3 separate regions of the Macaca mulatta genome follow, and all the other regions are linked to region 2. The links are chromatin contacts, called in public Hi-C maps. All regions are on one chromosome and are shown on one strand. Each heading gives the region's core, a stretch centred on a gene start, on an enhancer-like site or on the middle of the called end of the contact. The rest is flanking DNA. Distances are from core to core; before and after follow the strand shown.

The links. A called contact is a pair of places that touch in the nucleus more often than the background predicts.
Region 1: a Hi-C map of fetal cortex germinal zone shows a contact between it and region 2, with 6 times the contacts expected there. The contact joins the enhancer-like site here to the promoter of CCND2 in region 2. A contact is called at or near these places in 7 of 14 Hi-C or Micro-C datasets (CD4 T cells, blood, cortical neurons and 4 more).
Region 3: a Hi-C map of fetal cortical plate shows a contact between it and region 2, with 3 times the contacts expected there. The contact joins the enhancer-like site here to the promoter of CCND2 in region 2. A contact is called at or near these places in 2 of 14 Hi-C or Micro-C datasets (fetal cortex germinal zone and fetal cortical plate).

The regions. Positions count from the first base shown.
Region 1 is chr11:4,776,713-4,781,102 of T2T-MMU8v2.0, reverse strand. No RefSeq gene overlaps it. Among named protein-coding and RNA genes, the nearest start is that of PARP11, 43 kb to the right of the region's middle. Within about 2 kb of position 1,377, at least 19 of the 40 cell types and tissues checked have an H3K27ac peak or open chromatin away from gene starts, as enhancers often do. A contact at or near this core is called in CD4 T cells, blood, fetal cortex germinal zone and 1 more, where this site is marked.
Region 2 is chr11:5,167,252-5,171,217 of T2T-MMU8v2.0, reverse strand. CCND2 (cyclin D2) reads right to left here and starts at 2,571. Exons shown (of 5, transcript XM_015150849.3): 1 at 2,098-2,571; 2 at 117-332. The coding sequence starts at 2,292.
Region 3 is chr11:4,697,718-4,701,743 of T2T-MMU8v2.0, reverse strand. No RefSeq gene overlaps it. Among named protein-coding and RNA genes, the nearest start is that of CRACR2A, 21 kb to the right of the region's middle. Within about 2 kb of position 2,298, at least 1 of the 40 cell types and tissues checked has an H3K27ac peak or open chromatin away from gene starts, as enhancers often do. A contact at or near this core is called in fetal cortical plate, where this site is marked.

The DNA.
Region 1 (4,390 bases), core at 128-2,627, 390 kb after region 2:
CTTTATAGTCTCCCTCAATAGATGAAAACTTCCACAAACACAGGGACTGTATCTTTTGCTTCCTACATCTCTGGGCATCTTGGTGCTGATGAATCTGAGCCCAGAATCTGATTTGTGTCAGTATGACACCAAATCATGGACTTTGAGAGACGGCAGCAACCTTGGAGATCACCTGGTTCAATCATCTCATTTTTTAGTCGGGAAACTGAGGCCCCAAAATGGGATGTTATACACAATATCACATAATTCAATGGTACTGAGCTTGGATCAGTCCCCGCGTCTCCTGTTTTAGCCACTAACGATGTATCTCAATCTCTCTGTCTCCACAACAGCAGAGGACATACACTGTTCCCACTCCAGCTTAAAGCAGCTCACCACACACAAGAACCTGCTTCAAACCCGGGAGGTGGAGGTTGCAGTGAGCCGAGATCACGCCTTTGCACTCCAGCCTGAGTGACAGAGGGAGGTTCTGTCTCAAAAAATTTTAAACAGCCCTATGTGAGTGAATACTGCCTTCTACTTCATAATATACACGTTTGCTTTAACATTAAAAATAATGTTAGAGGCTGGGCGCAGTGACTCACGCCTGTAATCCCAGCGCTTTGGGAGGCCGAGGCGGGCGGAGCACGACGTCAGGAGATCGAAGCCATCCTGGCTAACACGGTGAAACCCCGTCTTTACTAAAAATACAAAAAAGTTAGCCAGACATGGTGGCGGGTGCCTGGTAGTCTCAGCTACTTGGGAGGCTGAGGCAGGAGAATGGTGTGAACTTGGGAGGCAGAGGTTGCAGTGAGCTGAGATTGGGCCACTGCACTCCAGCCTGGGCGACAGAGCGCGTCTCAAAAAAAAAAAAAAAGAGAGAGAGAAAAAAGAAAAAGAAAAAATGAGTTAGATTTTTTTTTTTTCTAATAAGAAAAATTGGTACTGAAGATCTAATAGTAAAGAGTCATTTATTTTCCTTGGCATACTGCTGTAATCCCTGGAGTTAGAACAAAGTTGTAATGTTGGGTGGAGTGCTTGGGGTTCTGGGATGGTGATCCTCCTTGTGAGTATGGTTCTGTGCCCCCTGAAGGTATGTGAGGGAGGATGGAAGTCAGGCAAGGGGGTCAACAGGGGAGGGAAAAGCCAAGACCTTGTCATTTACAAAAATTAATTAATTGTTTTAACAGCTTCGTGGAGGTGTAATTTACATATAATTCATCCATTTAAAGTTCAATGGCTTTACAATTTAATGGTTTTCAGTATAAAAGTGCGGTGTCTTGAGAAAACAGGGCAGACAGCGTGAGAAGCTGGAGCTGGTGATGGTTGTATTAAAACACACCCCTCCACACAGTGCCTTTTGGAGTAGAAGAAACAGCGACACCTAGCTTTTAACTCAATGTGTGCGCTCTGTCCTGCCTCTTGGTTATCTGTAGGGCGTTATTAAACCAGAGAAGCACCACCCCTACTCCCTCACAAACTGAAGTGCTATCCATAGACACTTGCTTTATTTTCTGGGCAGAAATAATGGACTGCAGGGATAAACTAGCAGAAAATAGCGGCTGCTGAATTGGTAGGGGAAAGAAACAAAGGGCCAGGAAAGGTCATGAGTGATAAAGCAGTGAGCCACATTGCTTTTTTTTTTTTTTTAAGGGAAACATAAATTTATCCTAGGGAGTACACTTGACCAATCGAGGTTAAGTAGTCAGAACTGATATCAGAAGTAGACGGCTTAAAACCACATTGAGAGATGGCAAGAGGCAGCAACTAGGAACGTGGGCTCTAGAGCCAGGCACCAAGGCTCCAGGGCTTGACCTTGGGCAAGCTAACTGATCTCTTTGTGTCTCAGATCCCTTACAGGTAAAATGAGGGTAATAAGAGTAGCTACTTCCGTGGGGTGCTTGTGCGACTTATATTTGTTCACAGTTTGTAAGTGTCAGGCACGTACTAACTGCCTAACATTGTTATAAGTGTCACTTGTAACACTGCTTACTAAATGTAAGTGTTAATTATTATACCATGCCCTGTTCAATCTGTGTATCATCCCCCTACTTCCCATTTCCCAAACTCACATAGACTCTCTCTCTCTGTCTCTCTGTCTCTCTCTCTCTCTGTCTCTCTCTCTCTCTGTCTCTCTCTCTCTCTCTGTCTCTCTCTCCCTCCACCTCACTCTTCCTTATCACATCAGACATATTGCTGCCTGGGAAGCTTGTACCAGCTGCTCCCTCTGCATGGAATACCTTTTGTCTAGATATCTATTTACTTCCTTACGTCCTCCAAGTTTTTCCTTAAATGTTCTGTTCTCAATAAGGGGCATCCTGACTACTCCCAACATCCCTTGTCCTGATCTATGTTTTTTTTCTATAGTTCTTATCACCTTAAAACATACTATACAATGTACCTATTTATTATCTATTATTGTCTATCTCCACATGTCCCTACCCCAAGGCCTGCCCACCCACTAGCATGTAAATCCCATAAAGGCAGAGGCTTTGACAATCTATTTTGTTCCCTGATCTATTCAAGAGGCTACAGACAGTGCCTGGAACATGGAGGGTGCTTGCTAAATATTTATTGAATGAAGAATTGAAGGCTAATTCATATTAGATAATCTGTTGTAATTTCTTGACACCCCTGGGTGCGCTCATTAGAAACAGGCTAAACCCTCGCATGTCTGGAGTGACCTAAGTCCAGGCAGTACACCTTTTGGCTGCCCTTTTCACCACCCGAGGCTTTTACTTTCCTCCCTCTCTCCTACTTTTAAACATTATTTCTTATGGAAGTCTTTTCCTGCTTTCTGCTCGGAAGCTCAAAGCTTCTCACGCTTTTTTCTAAGTCATTTCTGTTGTCCCTTTCCGGATCATTCCTATTAAGTCCTTTTTTTTTTTTTTTTTTTTAACAATGTGATGACCAAAACCCTAATGTGGCATTCCTGGAAGGAAAGCCCCAGCCAGGAATGTCACAGCTCCAGAGTCTTTTCAGAATTCTCCATCCTCTAATTAGGATGGCCACACATCTCAGCTGCTGCTTTTGACTGCCGCTGTGAGCTGAATGCTGATGTCCATCATTGTGCGTAGATAATTTCCCGGAGCAGCGAAAACTAATAATCAGTGGTATTCTCAATAGAGCCTTGCCATTTAGGGTGGGTGAGTTATTTAGCACTTCATTTTTTTTAAGGTTGAATTTAATTCCTTGTCATGTTTCCTAATTAGGAAGATTTGTGAGATTCATTTTGATTTTTTGAAAAATTCCTTTCCAGGAATGCTTATCTCGGCTTTGGTGAATATTTCATCTGCTCATTTCACCTCTTAATTCCTGCTGGGGTTGTTAACGTGTCAGACTTCAACAGCAGGGCTGATTCTGGGGCTGCCTCATTGTTGGCTGTTTTTCAGACGAGGCTGGGTCTTTATATTCAAGGCGGATGGGCACAAATGCAGCTTTTTCTCCCCTTCCTCCCTCACCCTCTCCTGGCCCCCTTGGCTCTCCTTTTGCGCCTTCTTCCCGTCTCCCACTTCTCCTTTCTGTCTAATCCAGCCTTCTCCCATATCCTTTCCTAAAGCTCCCCAAATTCTAGTTGCAAATGTGGCCTTTATGGATAAACAGTTATGATAATAACGCTAAAATGACAGATAATGCTGTATCCTGCATCTCACCACTTACTCCGTTCTCTTTCCTCCTTCTATTGTCTTTGAGGAGATTGATTTTTTTCTCACGAACTCACCTTGCTGCTCTGTTCATCCATTTACCTGTTTTCTCCGTCTGATGATTTTCATTTCCCCTTGGGAATTTCCTCCTTACTCTCTCAGCATTTGAGAATCTAACAGACTTCATGGGGTTCCAGGGAGGGCTGCTATCACTCATGATTCCTGGAACGGGTTTAGCGTGGCTTAAGACATTTCCACCCAGAACGCATGTAGAAAAAATGAAAGATAAAGTAAAATGTTTAGTCTTCCTGAGAAAACTGGCGACTGTGGTCAGTATGCATAGTTTCTACTGCAGTGGCTCTTTGCTTGGAACTATGAAGCAGAAGGAACCATGATGATACCCTGCGTTAGGCTACGTATCAGGGGAAATTGCAGGCATTGCACGCAGAGAGTACAGTCATCTCTTGATATCCATGGGGAGTTGGTTCCAGAACCCTCCTCGGATACCAAAATCCTGGGATGCTCAAGTCCCTGATATTCAATGATGCGTATAACTTACACATATTTGCATATAACCTACACATATCTTCCTGTATACTTTAAATTATCTCCAGTTACTTGTAATACCTAACAACAGTACAAATGCTAGGTAAATAGTTGTTGTACTGTATTGTTCAGGGAATAATGACAAGAAAAAAAATGTCTGTCCATGGTCAGTACAGACACAACCATCTATTTTTTTCTCAATATTTCTGATCTGCGGTTGG
Region 2 (3,966 bases), core at 1,322-3,821:
GTGGGGTCATTTTGGATCCCAAGAATCCGCTCTGGAAGTGGTGAGAAGAAGGCATATTGTTGGCCAGGGGAAAGCGGGAATCGCAGAAAGGAAGGGAAGAAGGGGCCGGTCATTACCAGCAGCTCCTGAGGCTTGATGGAGTTGTCGGTGTAAATGCACAGCTTCTCCGCAGTCAGCGGGCTGGTCTCTTTGAGTTTGGAGGCCAGGAACATGCAGACAGCACCCAGGAGTTGCAGATGGGACTTTGGAGTCGGGACCCCAGCCAAGAAACGGTCCAGGTAATTCATGGCCAGAGGGAAGACCTCTTCTTCGCACTTCTGTTCCTCACAGACCTATAATGGGAGTGGGAGAGGGTTGGGGGGCGGGGGTGGAGAGCACAGCATCAGCAAAAGAGAAAAAGAATGAAAAAGCATAATCTATGGGAACAAAAAAATTTAATTTTTTGTGGGGAGGGGGAGGGGAGTAAAATGGGTGATAAGAATAAAGAACAAAGATGAGGAAACTGGGGTGAATCAGAATAGCCCATCGGTGCTTTGGTATTCCAGAGAGCCTATAAAAGGGGGTGAACTACAGCTCCAAAACGGGGAGTCGGGGAAGTGCGCAGCAGCCGCGGCAGCTCCGCGACGCTCCCTTTGGCTACTCCTTCGCGCACTCTAACTCACTCACTCTTTTTTGGATTTCGTCATCTTTTCAAAAAATCAATAAAAATATTCTGGAGGCTCCGGGGGTCCACTTCTTGGTCTCATCCGGATCCCCAGATCCTCCTCTATCATTCCCGACAATTGGAAAAAATGTCTGGGGGGGTCCCTGCGGCCCAGGGGCCGCTATTGGGGGGGCGGGTGGGGAGAGGTGGGGAAGAGAGGGGGAGGGAGGAGAGGAGGAAGAGCGCCGCAGCCTCGGCAGCTGGAGTCGGAGCGGGGGGGGACGGTTTCAAAAAATAATTAAAAATCGAGGAAATATCCTAGAAAAGCCCTTTTGGCGTGAAAACCCCAAAGAGGAGCCAGGCTTCCCGAAAGGGAGGTTTCGGGTGCCAGAAAGGTCTGTATTCCGACCCCTGGGGCTTTGGATCCCGGGAGGAAACTTGAAGGGGTGAGCGCCGCGGCGGGAGTGTCCGGCTGCGGCCCACAAGGACAGAAACTAGGGAACGTGGTGACGAGCTAGGGGAAAGACGGGAGCAGGGAGCCCTGGAAAGAGGCACGGGGGGCTCCAACCTCTCTTTTAGGGGTGACCCGATATCCCCCCTACACACACCCCCTCCCCCCCCTTCCTACCCCACCCAAATCTCCGCACCGAGGAAGCTGGAAAACCAAACTGTAAGTAACCTTCGTGAGGTGGGGGGTGGGGGAGAGGGCACGATTAAAAGTGGGGTGGCCGGGATAATGGGGTGCGAGGGTAAGCGGGCGACGTTTCCCAGCCTTTCCAAGGGAGTTTGCAAAGCAACATGGCGAAACCACGGCAGGTCCAGAGCTGTGCATACGTGGGCACACGGCTCACTGGGCAAAGACTTGGAGTGAGGGGCAAGAAGTGGTTCTTTTGGGTTCCCCCGAAACACACGTTTCTTCAATGGGACTTCCGGGGCTCCTGAATTCCCCGTTTCTCTCCTTCTCCCTCCTCCCTCCACCTCCCCCCTGAAGTGCCAGCGCGGAGTCGCGACCACATGCGGGGACCTGAGGCCAAGACGAATTTGCTCTGGCCTTTTGGGGGGCTGCCTTTCTACTTGGGGTCCCGATTTCAGGCCCCGACTCCCTTCCTGACCGCAGCGCCAGCAGCCGCGGCGGCTTCGCAAAAGACAGGTCGCGAGGGGGGTGGGAAGAAGAGGCAGCCACATGCAGACACACGCGCGCGGGATGCTCCCCCACCCCCGCCCAGGGCAGCCTCGCTTCTCCCAGATTTTCCTCCCCCCTCTCCCTCCCCAGTTTATCTGGAGAGGAACAGAAAAGAAGCCACGCGTCTCGCCAAAGGGCGCGCGGTGACCTCCCGCACAGGAGCCGAGAGGTCGGCGCGGGGATTGACCTCTCCCAGGTTTAGGGCTCCGGCCGGGGACCCGAGAATCCGGGAGGGGTCCTGGCTCCTAGCGAGCGCCGCCCGCCGACCTACCTCCAGCATCCAGGTGGCCACCATCCTGCGCATGTAGGGTTGGATGTCCTTCTGCACGCACTTGAAGTAGGAGCACTGCGGAAGGTAGCGCTCCTCGATGGTGAGCAGGTTCTGCAGGACGCGGTCGTCTTGGAGCAGGTTGCGGTCACGCACGGCCCTGCGGACCGGGTCCACCTCGCAGCACAGCAGCTCCATGGCCAGCCCGGCGACCCCTCTCTCCCCTGCTTTCTCCGGTCTGGAAAAGTGTTTTTCTCTTTTTGTTTTTTGGAAGGGGAGGGGAAAGGGTTCCCCTTACCTCCTTCCTTTGGCTAAATAGGGGGTTTTCGGGGGAGAGGTGAGAGCAGAGAGAGAAGGTGGAGCGGAAGAGAGGCGAGGATCGGGTGGTGGGCGAGCAGAGCCTCCGGGCTGCCCCACTCGCACCGGTCCTCCCCTTCAAACTGGTCTCGCTCTCCCCAGCTCGCTCTTCTCCGCTCTGAGGCGGTGACGCAAGCTGGCTGGGCAGTTAGCTCTCCTCCCTCTCCCCGCGCTCCCCGCTCTGGTTCCTCCTCCCCTTCCCTCCCCTCCCGGTCCTCCCCTCCTCCTTTCAATCTCTCCCTCCCTCCCTCCTTTTCCCCTCTCGTTATTAAGGAGAACAGCAGCTGGCCCGACCTAACTTCAAACGCAGTCCCCCGCCCCCCCACCCCTCTCCCTCCATCCAGCCCTGCATGCCAGGGGCCCCGGACAGGGCAACCCACAAAAAACTACCGATTCCTATTTCTGCCCTCTTAATTTCACTCATTCTGTAGGTGTAGCACGCCAAAATACGACCCTCCAACTTTGGCTTCTTCAAAACGGATCCTAATACTTCTGCCCTTGGATTTAAGATCCAGGAACGTAGGGTAGATTGTTTGAAGATGGGGTGACCTCGGACAATTTGGAAATAGTTCCCTTAAGTGAAAAATAAGGGAGGGGGTGATTTTAGAAAATAGCAACCTCGCATACTCAGAGATAAAGGTCATGTCCCTGAAGTTTGTGTTCCTGATAACTTCGAAGCTGTTCCAAAAGCCCCGATTAAAGGGACCAGAACAACGTCCCTTCTGCCCCCCTGCAGACTGTGGGCAGAGGAAAAAGAAGAAGGAGGGGTGCGTGTGAGGAAGGAAGGGGGATGCTTCTCTGGAGGGATAGAATGTGATCCTCGAGCAGAAACCATAGTGTTTCTGGGGGCCCTTGGGGCGCCGTGGGGCGACGCGGTGCAGCGCCTAGGGCCGCCGCAGGCCGGGGGCAGGGCTCCCAGCGGTTTCTCCGCGGCCAGCGGCCACGCAGGAAAAACCCGCTTCCTCGCCCCTGTATCTGCTGACAAGCCGCCCGAGGTGTCTGCGCTGAGCGTGGCCACACCGATACAGCTTTCTAGGAAATGGCCCGGGAGGGGGAGGGGGCGAGTGAGGGATTAGGTCTGGCTCCCCCTCGCTCCCCCTGCGCAAACACCACCACCCCTTCCTTTCCCCGGAGGCATGAGGCCTCCACCCTCGGTCCTTCGTCCGCATCCTCGCCGACCCCTCCGGTTGCGCGCCTCACTCGCCAGGCTTTTTCCCTGGGAGCCAACTGCGGTGAAGTCGCCGCCAGCACGGTCGGCCCTGACACGTGCTCTAACGCATCCTTCAGTCAAGGCTGTCTTTACAGGAGATAGGATCTGGTGGCGTTTCCTCACCTCCTTCCTCCTGTCACCCCCCACCCCCACCCTGCCCTTCGGTGTATTTCAAGGAGGAAGGGGACAGACCAGCGCCCTGATGTGCTGGCCGAGCTGGCACGTGCAGCGGGCATGGCGTGGCTTGAGCTCTCTGGGCACACCGAGGCCGACCGAGTACCTCCCTCACCGAGAGAGGGGGCCCC
Region 3 (4,026 bases), core at 1,049-3,548, 470 kb after region 2:
AGGGTAGGTGTGACACAGAAACTACCTTTGTGATCTCCCTCCAGGAGTACATGTGCTTGTCCTGAGAACCACTCTCTCATAAGTCTTAGCACAAGATGGGTTTGTACCTTATCTGCCCTGCTAGACTCTAGCAGTCTTTAGGCAATGACTAGCATGGTGCCTTGCACATAGTTGACGTTCGAGAAAGTTTTTTGTGTGTGTGAGAATGAATTAAGATGATACTTATCTTTGAAATACCTCAATTCCTCACCTTCCTCTTTTCTACCCTCTTTTTTTTATTCAGCACCCTTTCTATCCCAGGTGATCCCCAAAGTCTCTTCCAACTCAGAAATTTTAGTAGTCTAGGTTTGCTTATGTTGTTAGTATACCATTTTTACCTTTCTTTAGAAACATAGGTCTTATGAGTCACATATGAATGTGAATTTCTTAATAACAGAATAATGATTTCTAATTATATACATTATTTTAATTAACACAGTTCAGTGGACTGGGCATCATGAACTCAAGTTTGCTTTAAATAAGCAGTCTAAAGCCAAGACTGTGACCTGTCCAAGCTTAAATAGCTAAGAAGGATGTAAACTCACATCTGTCTGACCCAAAGCCCAGCACCTAAACACAGTGGGTTTTCTCACTCAGGAAAATACAAAATTTAAAAAAGATTCTAAGGAGAGCCCAGAGACAATAGTATCCAAAAAGAGAATAGCAGGCAAGCCCTGTTACTGGAATGAGTGAGACGAAAACTGGACTCCATGAGGACCTGAAAACCTCAGCTACATGTAAGATCAGCCCTGGCATCCCAGCTGCTTAGTCCTACCTACCTCTAGCCCAACTACTGCTTAGTGCCTACACAAAGCAGACAGTTCCCCAGGTTGTCTGTTAGAGTGAGGAGGTTGTCAGGTGCCAGAATCTATGGAGGCACTTAGGGCCTGGATATCTGAGCTTATGTTACTGCTTTGCAACCTGGGGAGTCTAGCGTTTCATCCATCTGCAGAGTTAATTTTCATCCCTCCCTTTTTGGCCTCTGAACCACTGGAAATAGGATCTCTCTGTCAACAGTGCCTTTGACTGTTTATTTTCCACTTCTCCAGTTGCATTTTATTCTCAGCTTGGATCATTAACCCACTGTGTAGAAATTTTGATCAGACTTGGATCCTAGAGGACCAGTGCTGTGGTGTGTTTAGCTGCTGTTTAGTAATAGCAAATACTTAAACCTGTAATGCACATTGCCCATGGGCTGTCTGCATTGAGTTGTTTTTCTACCAAATGTGTTCATCTGCCCAGACTCCTTTTAAAGAAAGTAATAAATTCCCTCCCTGCAATTATAGTGTAATTCACTGGGAAAGTGTGGTTTAATTTGTGCATCATTTTCTTGGATCAAATAAATCACCCTAAAGCTATCTTCAGTTGAAGTTTTGTTATTACAAAGCCCGAGAAGATCGTCCAATTATCATTTAGAGTGGTTATCAGCCTGTTCTACAGTGGGGAGCTGAAAAGGAAATACAGGTTTATTTTCAGTGGCCCTTATCTTGGTGTTCAACCACTGCCATCCTCCATCCTTAAAGAGGGCAGGCGGAGCTGGAACTTGGAACTCTCATTTTGAAAGGATCACAGACTCTAGGGAATACACCCACTAGACTTTTAAATTCTTTGAGGATGAGACCTATGCTCGACATTTGTATTCAAGGTAGCATGGCGTAATGATTAGCAATATAGACTCTGAAGCCAGACAGCCTGGGTTTCACTCCTGCCTGTATGGCACTAGCTGGCTGTGTGACCTCTCAGTACTTCAGTTTCCTCATCAGTAAAAGTACCTATCTCTTAGAGCTGTTGTGATGATGAAGTGAGTTAACATATGTAGAGGGCACAGGATGGACCCTGGGCTCTAATAAGTACTGTATATCTAACTGTATAGTCTGGCACTGAGTAGGCTTAATAAATGTCTGGGAATGAATAGCAGCATTCCATCATTCACCTGTAATAATTTCTTCCTGGTATCATTACTACTAGATCAACAAGGTAGGGATAAATTTCTGGAGGAAAAAAACGTTGTAGATAGTTGGAATGATTGACCAAGGAGGGAGTGAAATATTCTGGGGGAGGTTCTCATGACCACATTGACTCTCCTCAGTCAGGGATTCTCGTGTATAGTCCTGCATATTAACAAGGAGTTGGAGGCCTCTAGAGAGGAAGTGTCACTGCAAATTCTTCCAACAAGAGAAAACAGTTGTCCTCTGCTCACGTAGATCATAGATCATAGCACGTAGATTTGCAGTGTGCTACTCTATCTTGTAAATATGCCACTGAGTTCCACTAGGGGCACAGCTAAGTTTCTGCTGATTTTTTTAGCACTGAGATTGACATATCCTGAGCTAATGAATATGCAAAACCTTTCCAGTACGTTTGCTAGCTTCATCCACTTCTAGGCAGTCTTCTAGCTGAGTCTCCCAAGTATGATTCCTGGCCTCTATTGCATTTTTACCTCCTGGTGCCTGCTTCTTACACCATCAACGCCGCCTCTCCCCATCCTCCGTTGTCCTCTTGTATGTGACCCCCAAGCCTTTGGCTAAGAATAATTCAGCCATTCCCAATACTTAGAAATCATAGAAAACATGAGTGTGGTCTGGCAGAGGAGCATTGTCTGGTTGTCTTGTAAACGTTACAGATGTGGCAGATCCATTTGGCTTTACTGTGTCTTTAATATATATGTTTGTGTGCATGTATACATGTGCACATACACACATACATCCAATTACACATCCATGCATTTAAAAATACGGTGTTTGTACTCACATGGCCCTAAGCTGTAAAATATCTTGCTTTTCCTACTACTCAAGGCTTTTTGCTTCCTGTGTTCCTTCTACTTTTCCATAATTGTAATCTCAGAACATTCACATGACACCAAGTGTTAGGTGGAGTTCAATGCCTAGAAGTCAGAGCAAGAGAAGGAGAGATTTGCCCCCATTTCATAGTTTCCTAGCATGAGAACATTTATATTGTCCCTTATACGCAAGTATACGTAAGTCTTCCTTGCATTCCCCACTGTCTAGATCCAAGGTCTTCGGAGAGAGGTGCTGCTTCTCAGCTCTGTATCCCCACCTTCTCTAATAGTGCGCAGCACACAGTTTTGTTAGATGAAATAGGAATGCTTATTTACTCGATTGTGTGTGTGTGTGTGTGTGTATATGTGTTTGTTTGCAAAGAGCAGAAAAAGGAGTTTATTGTAGGACTACGTTAGAACTGGAGCTGGAAAAAAATATCAGGATTTCAGCAGTTTTTAAGATACCTGCCCTCTTTCTCTCCCTTTGGAACTATCTAACATGACAAATTTTCTCATCTCTGCATATCTGCCCTTCTTTCCTTTGGTACTCACTGATCCATTCCCGCTGTATTCCCCAACCTAAATTCTGACTGCTTAATGTAGAATCCTCCTACATTTATTGGACAACATCCTTCTTGTTGGGCTGCCTCATGGGTTGAAGCCCAGTCTATGATTGAGCTACCTTGGGTCAGATGCATATTCCAGTCTATTCAGTAACCACTGCTGCCCAAAAAGACTGCCTGGCCTTGCTATTTTGAAGGATGGGGTTGGTGGGGAGCTGTGGGAAGTGCAGTTAGAGGGATCAATAGATGATGCAGGAACATTATAATTCATGGCAGAGTGTCCCTGAAAAAAACGGTGCTAGTACACTGTAGCAAAGAAACAAAAGGACTCCTAACTACTGGGTGATTGTTACCAAGCCCTTCACGTATATTAACTAATTTAACCTTTTTTTTTTTTTTTTTGGTCGGGGTCGGAGGCAGGTGTGTGGAGTCTCACTCTGTCGCCCAGGCTGGAGTGCAATGGTGCGATCTCGGCTCACTGCAACCTCCACCTCCTGGGTTCACGTGATTCTCATCTCAGCCTTCTGAGTAGCTGGGATTACAGGCGCCTGCCATCACACCCAGCTAATTTTTTGTATTTTTAGTACAGACAGGATTTCGCCATGTGGGCCAGGCTGGTCTTGAACTCTCAACCTCAGGTGATCC